Regions from separate parts of the Arachis hypogaea genome. Here region 2 is linked to region 1. A link is a contact called in public Hi-C data. All regions are on one chromosome and are shown on one strand. The core of a region is the stretch at or near the end of the contact, and the rest is flanking DNA. Distances in the headings are between cores, read along the strand shown.

The links. A called contact is a pair of places that touch in the nucleus more often than the background predicts.
Region 2: a contact with region 1 is called in a Hi-C map of leaf, with 3 times the contacts expected there. The contact joins the promoter of LOC112796887 here to the promoter of LOC112796884 in region 1. A contact is called at or near these places in 3 of 8 Hi-C or Micro-C datasets (all in leaf).

The regions. Positions count from the first base shown.
Region 1 is chr4:81,194,485-81,199,159 of arahy.Tifrunner.gnm2.J5K5, forward strand. LOC112796884 reads left to right here and starts at 1,813. Exons shown (of 16, transcript XM_072235666.1): 1 at 1,813-2,306; 2 at 3,926-4,335.
Region 2 is chr4:81,366,850-81,371,524 of arahy.Tifrunner.gnm2.J5K5, forward strand. It overlaps LOC112796887 (brassinosteroid LRR receptor kinase-like), which reads right to left and starts at 2,489. Exons shown (of 6, transcript XM_072235665.1): 1 at 2,268-2,489; 2 at 2,030-2,177; 3 at 1,889-1,945; 4 at 1,075-1,167; 5 at 529-605; 6 at 1-140. The coding sequence starts at 2,403. The coding sequence ends at 1,149.

The DNA of each region.
Region 1 (4,675 bases), core at 563-3,062:
AATTAGATAGGGCTATGGTTTCCTCACCTTATCCATTGATGATTGGAGTATAATCCAACAATTATCCAATGTTAGATTGCACCTAAACCACCAAAATCATCAAAATCACTCAAGGCTCAAGCCAATTTCGCACATAAAGGGGAAACAGAATACTGGACATGAATTTGAGAAATACATACCTTTTTGTTTGGATAGAATTGAAGAGGACTCCGAGATGAACGCGTGGCCGTAAATGGCTCGTCAATCGGAGCTCCGAATCGAAAGTTATCTTGGTTTGAAGTTCAACCTAGGTTATGTTCTTTCTCTCTTCTCCTCACCGCGTCTCCCTTCTTTCCCAATGAAATCAGATGGTTTGTAGCTAAAAGGGGGTGAAAGGGGTTATATGGGTTGGGCTGAATTGTGCCTTGGGCACATTTTAGGTTCTGTTCGGCCTAATTGGGCCGAATCTTTTAAAATTGGTATCAAAATTCTCGTTTTGAAGAGGTTTATCCTATTTTGATATTAGTTTTTTAATACTCACTGTTAGTGTTTTGTTTTTCATTTGTTGATGATTATTAATTAAGTGATGTGTTGCTGTTTTGTTTTTTTTTACTTTGTGCTTGAGTTAATTGGATGCTCTGTCGGTGCTTAGTGCTTGTTCTTGGTTGATTGGCTTTGCTCACTACTCTGGCTTGTTCTAGCCTATTCTTGATTAATTAACTCTGTTACTGGCTTATTGATTGATGCTAAATTGGTACTGATAAAAAGTTACTGGCTTGTTCTTGGCTTTTTTGTCTGTTGTTAAGTTTCTTGATTTTGTGCTCATTACCTCATTCAGTGCCTTTTTTTGTTGTTAATCGCTATGCTGAACTTGTTAATCAGTGGCTTATTGATTGATGCTAAATTGGCACTGATAAACTGTTACTGGCTTGTTCTTGACTTTTTTTATCTGTTGTTAAATTTTGTTAAAGTTTCTTGATCTTGTGCTCATTACCTCATTCAGGGCTTTTTTTGTTGTTAATCATTGTGTTGAGCTTGTTAAAATTGGGTTAAAAACTTTATTAATCTTTGTTAAAGTATGTTAAAAACTCTGTTGCTAATGGTGGAAATTTGTATATTGTTGAATGCTGTAGGCGGAATTTGAATGTCTCTGAAGTACTTGGATTATTGAATTTGAATGTCTCTGAAATCTAAAGTAGTGATTTGTGATTTTGAATATCTCTGATTACTTGATTATTGATTTGTGTTTTGAATATGAAATTTGTGATAATGTTTATTGAAATTTTGTACATTTTCATTGCTAAACTCTTCAACTATGGATTGTATTATATGCTGCTAGATTTGAACTCATCAAAGTTGCTTGACGTAATAATTCATCTCTACATGTTGCTTGACGTATTCTAAAATCGATTGAAAGGCACTGTTGTATCATGTCTTGCCTATTTATTAAGTATATTAGTATATTTTGTAATATTAATGTATTTATGTGATTAATTCCTATATTAAGGAGATAGATTCACCATTAGGATCAGAAGGTTTGTTCAATTTGTTTGATCTTTTTTAATTCTTTACATTAGGAAAGAGATGAAAGATATATTGTTGGCTAAATGATATAGTTGTTATGAGACAAAAAATAGGTTGAGTTATAATTTTGGATATTTATTTATAATTTACTTATTATTTTATTCTAAAACAATTTTTTTAGTTGAACCACGATTAAACTAGTTAAACTAATAAACCAATAAATTAGTGACTAAAACGGTTCAATGATCGATCCGATTCTCAAAACCTTCGAAGAATCCAAATTAGATCAAATTTTTTTTAAATCCCTTAAAACCGTCGTTTTGAATTTTCGTAGAAAAAAAAAAAAATCCCTGATCCAGCGAAGGATCCCCCTCAACCCACTCTCACTCTCTCACTCTGAAACGGCTGCTTCGCTTGCTCAAAGAAAGAGAAGTGGTGAGAAACCCTAGCCTCCATTGCCACCGCCGTTCCGCCGTTCTTCGCCAGCGTCTTTTCTACGCGGCACCAGCTTCTTTGCCTGGTCCAGCACGCTTCGTCGTCCGTCGCCAGGTCCACTTCGTCGCGTGCCAGCCTCTTTGCCTGGTCCAGCCTTGTCGTCCGTCGCGTTGCCAGGTCCAGCTTCGTCGCCCCTCGCGTGCTTGTCGCCCCTCGCGTGCTCGTCGCTGGCAGTCTCCCCATCCCTCATATTCTGCAAGTTCTCGGCGTTGTAAACATAAGGAGAAGGACTGCTGCAGTGTCGCCAGCTTCTCCGTGTCACATTCTTGCTCCTCCTTCATACTCTGTTCGTTGGAAGACCACCGAAGGTTACTTAATATTTCTTGCTTAATTTTTTCGTTTTTAATCTGTTCATAAAAAAATGTGATTTGGTTAATTTAGTTTTTAATGTGTTCAGAATGATTTAGTTAAAAACAATTAGTTAATTTTGTCAATGTGATAGTTTGATTAGATTTTAGAGAATTGACTCTGTTCGATTTGATTGTTAATTGCTAATAGACTCTGTTAGAATTGATTGTTAATTGCCTAATTGTTGATTGTTAATAGGCTCCGTTGCTGCAGTGTGATTTTTAATTGCCTAAGTGGCATCGAGGAAGAAAATGAGTGAAAATAATAGAAAAGGAAGAAAGAAAGGTTGAGATATAGATTATGAGATAAAGGGAATCCCAAAATAAATTGTGATGACTAAAAGTATATATTTATTGCTAAATGCTAAAAAGGGATATATAGTGATGATGGTGATGTCTAATTGAGAGCATTAGATACTCAATACAAGTCTAAGAAGCATGTCCCTTTTCAAAAAGTCCCTTACCTGTTAACGACTTAAAATCCAACAACAGGAAGCCAATAACAGATACTTTCCCACTTATTAATTTGTTATTTTCAGTAAAATCAAATTCCCTAAATTCTCATCAACAACCATTCAACCTATAATCACAAACACCATGGAACCATTAATTTAAAAGCTTTAATTTGTATGAATCTAAAGCTAATGAACTATAGAAGTAGAATTTAATGTCGAGTTGACTTGCGTTGCTCATGTTGCACTTTTCAGTTAGCAGGTTAGTGAACTGCCTCCACGAAAATAAAGGGTTCTGTGATGTAGTGATTCGTGGCGCACCAAAATATTACTCATTTTATAGTCAAATACAATTCACTTACCACTACATGTTTTTGGTTCAATGCATTAACTCTCAAAGGACTTGTACAATGCTTTTAGGTAGAAATATTAAAGAAAAGTCTTCGTTTAAAGTTTAGTGGAATGAATAACAGCACGATCAGCACTTACTACTACTTTGAATTCAACCCAAAAAATGAATTAGAGTAATTATAGGAACATGAGAGCATGCATTAGGCACATCACAGGCCAATAGGTAGCATGAAAAGAAACACATGGATGAATGGAATTATTCATATAATGGAGGGAAAAATGGTGAAGGATTTTGACTCAAGAGATGACACATAAGCTATCCACCTACTGCAATGTTTGGTCTATTAAGTAATAATGTAGATGTGCAGGTTCATTATTTCATTCAACCTTCATTCAAATTTGTTTTAGAGAAAAATCATTTTGCATAAGACACGTACCACAGTTTGATGTGAACATTGAATTCAGTGACTTGTTGCATTTTGCATACCTACGGGCTGCTGTTGTAACTACTGTTTATTTTGTTATCCTTCACATGGCGCTTGGCCTTAGCTAATTTTTCATTTTTTTGGTGTGTTATATATTACTTATTTTGCTACAGTATTCCCTCTGTTTTGGTGTTCCTGCCCTTCCCTGCTTGAGATGGCTCCTTGAACTCCTGTTCCCTACCTTATTACATACCTTTATATTTTAGTAGATGTTGGCCTTTGGTGTTTTTATACTTTTGTATATTTATTTAATAATGACTGGGTTACCTAGTAACTATGTTAACAACAACAGGAGAACACGTTTAGAGTTCGAGTCTCTCTAAAACTTGAGGGAATGGAAGCAGAAGAGCTTTGCATTGCTGAACTTTTTGGCCTCAAAGGAAAGAAGAACACTAAGAAGAACATGAAAACAAAACCAAAGAAGGATGGAAATGTTCCAGAAGATTCTGCACTGGCAAACAGTGCCTCTGATTCTGGTGCTACTGCTACAGCTGTAAGCATTGACAATGGCGGTGGTAACGATGTCGGCGGTGGTAACGATGCTACTAATAGTAGCAGGATTAGGGTTTCTTCATTTGACTATTCTGCTGAGAATTTCTTCAGATACATTGATGACATTGCGGCACTATGCGGGGAAGATCAGAATACTCATTTTGATCACAGTGAGGTTCAGAGATTCTCTTCCTCCCTCACATTTTTAAGGTACTTAATTTCAATTCTTGAAAAATAAATAGAATTTGTTGTAATATGTTTAAACTTTATAATTATTATAATATTATTAGAGGTGTGTTTATTTTAATTGCATATGAATCAGTTAGAATTTAGAAACTGTTTTGAGTTGCTTCTAGATTGAAGTTATACCCATTGTTAATGTTAAGAGCGTCTTAGTGAATAGCTGAGTTCTCATTTGTAGCTGAGTCAACAATCTTAGTGCTTGTTAGAGTTAGTTGCTTGAGCCATTAGAGGTAGTTATTTGGTGATGTTTCAGCTACAACTCTAGCTATAAACATGTACAACATAATCTCAGTATTTATAATCATAA
Region 2 (4,675 bases), core at 1,239-3,738, 170 kb after region 1:
TGCTCCAACTCAAGTTTAGTTGGTTGTCTTGATCCATCACCACCAGCATAAGTTCGGGTACCGTACGGACTGCCACCCTTCACTTCATTCATCTCAAACATGCTGCCGCCGAATGTATATCTGATTGAGGCAGTCTATCTCTGCTTCCAATTCAGTAGAGAATTAATTAAGACCAATAAGGCAACAAAATATTTTATATGGGTAGAAATATAACTAGGAACATGTAAATTATAAAAAGCAAAACATAAAATCTTAGCTCTTAACTAGGAACATCTAAATTATAAAATGCAAAATATAAAATTACGCTTGGATATCTGTTTAGACGTTGCTTGGGCAAGCTTACAGAAATAACATATCAAGTTTTAAATATAGGTTATGGACCTATAAATTCAACTAATTAGTACAGAGAGGTTACTATTTTATTTACAAGAGATTAACAACATTTTCAAGCTTGAATATGTAGACTGGAAAGCAGAAAAGATTTAGAAATAGCAAGAAAAACTCAGATAGGATAACTGAAAACATCACCATAGGGGGTGTGTGTTAAACTTCAAGGCTCCACCCACTTTGTCCTCAGTTAGTAATTACTATAATTTGAACAGCACCTAGCAACATATAAACAATTGGGAAATCATGAATAAATAACTGGTGATTTCAATTGCATTTCTAGTGAATTTGCTAGTAACAAAATGCATAATACCAAGTGGTATATTGTGGATTCCAATTATCATGCTGGTAAGTCTAGTAAAATAATTTCACATCCATTATAAGTTACCTTACCACTAGAAATATGATGAAATCCCGAGTTAATTATAGGATCCCTTTAGTGAGTTAGTTAGAGAAGTTACTCACTGTAAATAAAGGATATAGCAATTAGTTCATGTCTTTGATCATTTGCTACAGTTTAGCTTCTCTATCGTTGTAACTCAAAAGTTCATCAATATACACTATCTTGGGATTCCAGTTCAAACACATTGATCCCTACATATCTACATAATATCTAAACCTATAGTTACAGGTACCATTTTTCATTAATTTTTGTAAAACACAAAAACAATTATGTAACATTATTACCGTGATTCTTGCTCTATGACCACTGAACAAAAAGTTAGCATCTTCTGATCCCACATCATCCCTATCCAAATCTGTCATTTCCACAGTTGAACCCTGATAAACAACAATAAGTAAAGTGAATGTCGAGATTAATAACAGTCAACGAATATTTAACAAATCAAATTTTCTCATAACTTCAAAAGATATTTCCAAAGAACAGCTACAACAATATTAACTTAAAACAAAAAAATGAGGTACAAGCAGTGAAAGGCAGCTCTTCGTGGTTAAAATAAATAAATCATTTTAAAAAAATCCCATAGACATGTCGAAAATTGAAAGAATGTGAAAGAATGCTAGAATTGAAGCTTGTTAGATTTCATGCAGCCAATTCTAAAAACAAGTTGTGTGCTCCAGAAGGTGTTACATCTCTGCCAAAGAAGTTAAGCAATTTTTCTTGTAATCAAACTTGTTAGTAATTCCTGTGATTGTGAATTTACTCGAGTGTTGGATTTCCTCAAGACCTCAGCAGGTTACCAGGCAGAAGTTGTATTTGTGATCATTTTTACGATCTTGATTTCATCGGTATCCTTGAGTTTCATGATATGCTTCTAATTTTCTTTTTATAGTTTAGCTGAGTTCCCTGCATCTGAAGATTTTAGAATTGCTACTAACATTTGAATCCATATATTATGACCCCTCACAACTCACAAGTGCCCAAACAAAGCACAAACCAAGCAGAACTGAGAGAGTAAAAGTCACTTTCATGGCGAGGATTTTCAATAATTAAAAAAAATTAATAAAATCTAAAACATAAGAATATGTTTAATTAACTAACCTTGCAGCAGCACTGAGACCATAAGTGATCATGAATGCAATGAATTTTGTGTTCGCACTGCAGATTTTTATTTTTAAGATTAATTAAGGAGAATTAAATTTATGGAAATTAAAGTAAAATTAATTAGCAATGAAAGTTTACCAAATCTCAGGAGGAATAGCACCTGAAAAGTTGTTAACACTCAAATCCATCTTAAGAACACTTTTTAACTTGCCTATATCTAGTGGAATTTCACCTGAGAATCTGTTTCCATGAAGAAGGAGGATTTCCAAAACACTCTTTAACTTGCCTATATCAAGAGTGTAGCATTCACCAAGATCATTAGGCAAAGATCCAAAGAAAAAGTTGTTGAGCAAAATCAGAATCTTGAGCTTCTTACCAAAACAAAGAGACTTTGGAACTAGTCCTTTGAGCTTGTTTGTTGAAAGATCAAGTTCAGTTAATTTACCATTCTGTCCAAGCCTTGAAGGAATTGAACCAGTGAATTTGTTCTGCCAAAGCTTCAACACTTGCATAATGATGTAATGGTCAACGAATCACGGCACTATTGAAAGAGTACATAATATTGCAAGAAACTTCAAGGTCCTCAAATATTGCAAGAGCCAAGAAAACAGCTTTGAAAAATGAAAGAAAAATAAACTTTTATATAGCTGATGATATTCAAACTGGAAATAATAATAATAATAATAATAATAATAATAATAATAATAATAATAATAATAATTGATCACTAGATAATTATAATTAATCCAAAAGAGAATGAAGGAATAGTGATTTATATATAGCTAATGATGATGAATGGTAAAAATTAGTTAGTTAATGATGGTTTGATCATGTGGACTACTGCTGCTTAAGTAAACAGCTATATAGTTAGTATCCAATTGAATATTGATTGATGATAACGTATTATTATTGTAGCAAGAAATTAAAAGTGATGAATAAGATATCTATATACCCTACTAATCTTTTCCCGGTTTCTTCAGCTGCAACATCACACAAACTCATTAGCATTCTTTCACTACATTTCCAGTTTTTTGTGGTTCCTCATGAGCTCTTAAGTTCAAAGAAAACAAATTGAGTCACCAAGCAGAAGCACCTATTATTTGCCTTATTTTATCAATTTGTTTTAGCATGTTCATTTTAACGTCAGTTTGAATTGACGATTAACTCCCGGAAAAACAACACAGAGCAGCCATTTGAAGCTAATCTAAAAAGGCAAAATAGTTTACCATTCATGGGACACACACAGTCACAAAATCACAAACATAAATCATGTTGAAAATTACTAGTAACTAAAGGTTACACACAGTCAGCACCTTTGTCAATCTCAGCTTGTATCAGATCATAAAGAAAATTAGTCCACCACCCTTCAGATTTGATTATTACAGACATGGTTTGGTTTTTAGCCCTGGAACTTGATATTATATTGAAAGAATGCCATTGAAGATGTGATATTGCTGGTATCTTCATAAATATAACACTTGTAGGCATATACTTTAGCCCTGCAAATCATTTGAAAGAAGCTTTTAAATTTCATATTCTTTGTTCTCATATTTTTTCACTTCTAAAGCTCAATATCAGATTAAATACATGGATCTTTAGGCAGAACTATTTCCACAGCTTTGGATGGGAAAGTTCTAGCCGAAACCATGCAGGTTCTTGGACTCGATTGTATGATGCGGAGCAGTTTGTCGAGGTTGAAAAGAAATAGTCCTCTGAAGACTGTATAGAAGTGCCTATCCCCACCATGGAACAAGAAGAACACTAGAGAGATTGTGTAGAGATGATGTGTATAGTAGAAGATTTCAAACTTCATCCTTCTGATTTGTGGAAGTGAAGTGACATAGATAACTAGCTCGGTGACAAGTGTAATCACTCCTGCGAGGTATATTCGTCCTGTGTTTTGCCACTTCCAAATCTGTTTGAAGATCATGAACAAAAAATTAAAAGGAGAGTACTAATCATTACTACAATTAAAAGAAAATTGAAAATTTTGAAGAGTTTGGGCTTCACTTTTTTCTGTATATGGTGGCTGACACCCCAAACAAAGCAAGTGCTTGCACCGTGTATTGCAGCGAAAAATATCATTGCAGTTCCAAGCCAGGTGTGATATCTAACTGAAGCTTCAAATTGGATCCCGAGTATCCAAAACAGAGCCAATCCCCTTAAGATAGGAAGAAGAAGCAACGCAAGGCAGGCTTCGGCTAGCAACCCGAACCGGGTTGCTTAAAATGAGCAAAATCTCTTGAAATGCAAAACTAAAGAAAACAAAAGCTCAAATAGAAATACAAGTGTTCAACTACAAACCACTACCAGTAGCCTTCATGATTGCATTGCTAATAAATGGTACTTTCAAACACATTGCAGCTATCACCTGTACCATAAGCTAATTAGGATAATTGTCTCACATTATAGAAGTACAGAATACATAAACTGATTAAATACAAGCATGCCATTTATTCTATATTTCGGTTGCATGTTACTTAGCAACTTTTCATGCTTGGTAAAATGCTAGATTGAAACTAAGCACTAGACACATTATCTTTAAATGTTAAGAATAGCAATATCATATATAACAAGAATCCTAAACACTATTTTTTTCCCTTATGGAGAAACGATTTATCATCAACCTAAAATTAAACAGGGTAAAGACAGAAAAAATGTGATAATTTTAATCTTATGAGTAGTTACTCACTGATGGAGGAGTAGCATCCAGTGAAGGAAAATGAGATTTTGGGATAATAAGAGAATGCCTGGTAAACAAAGTGCATGTTAGTTGACAAAACA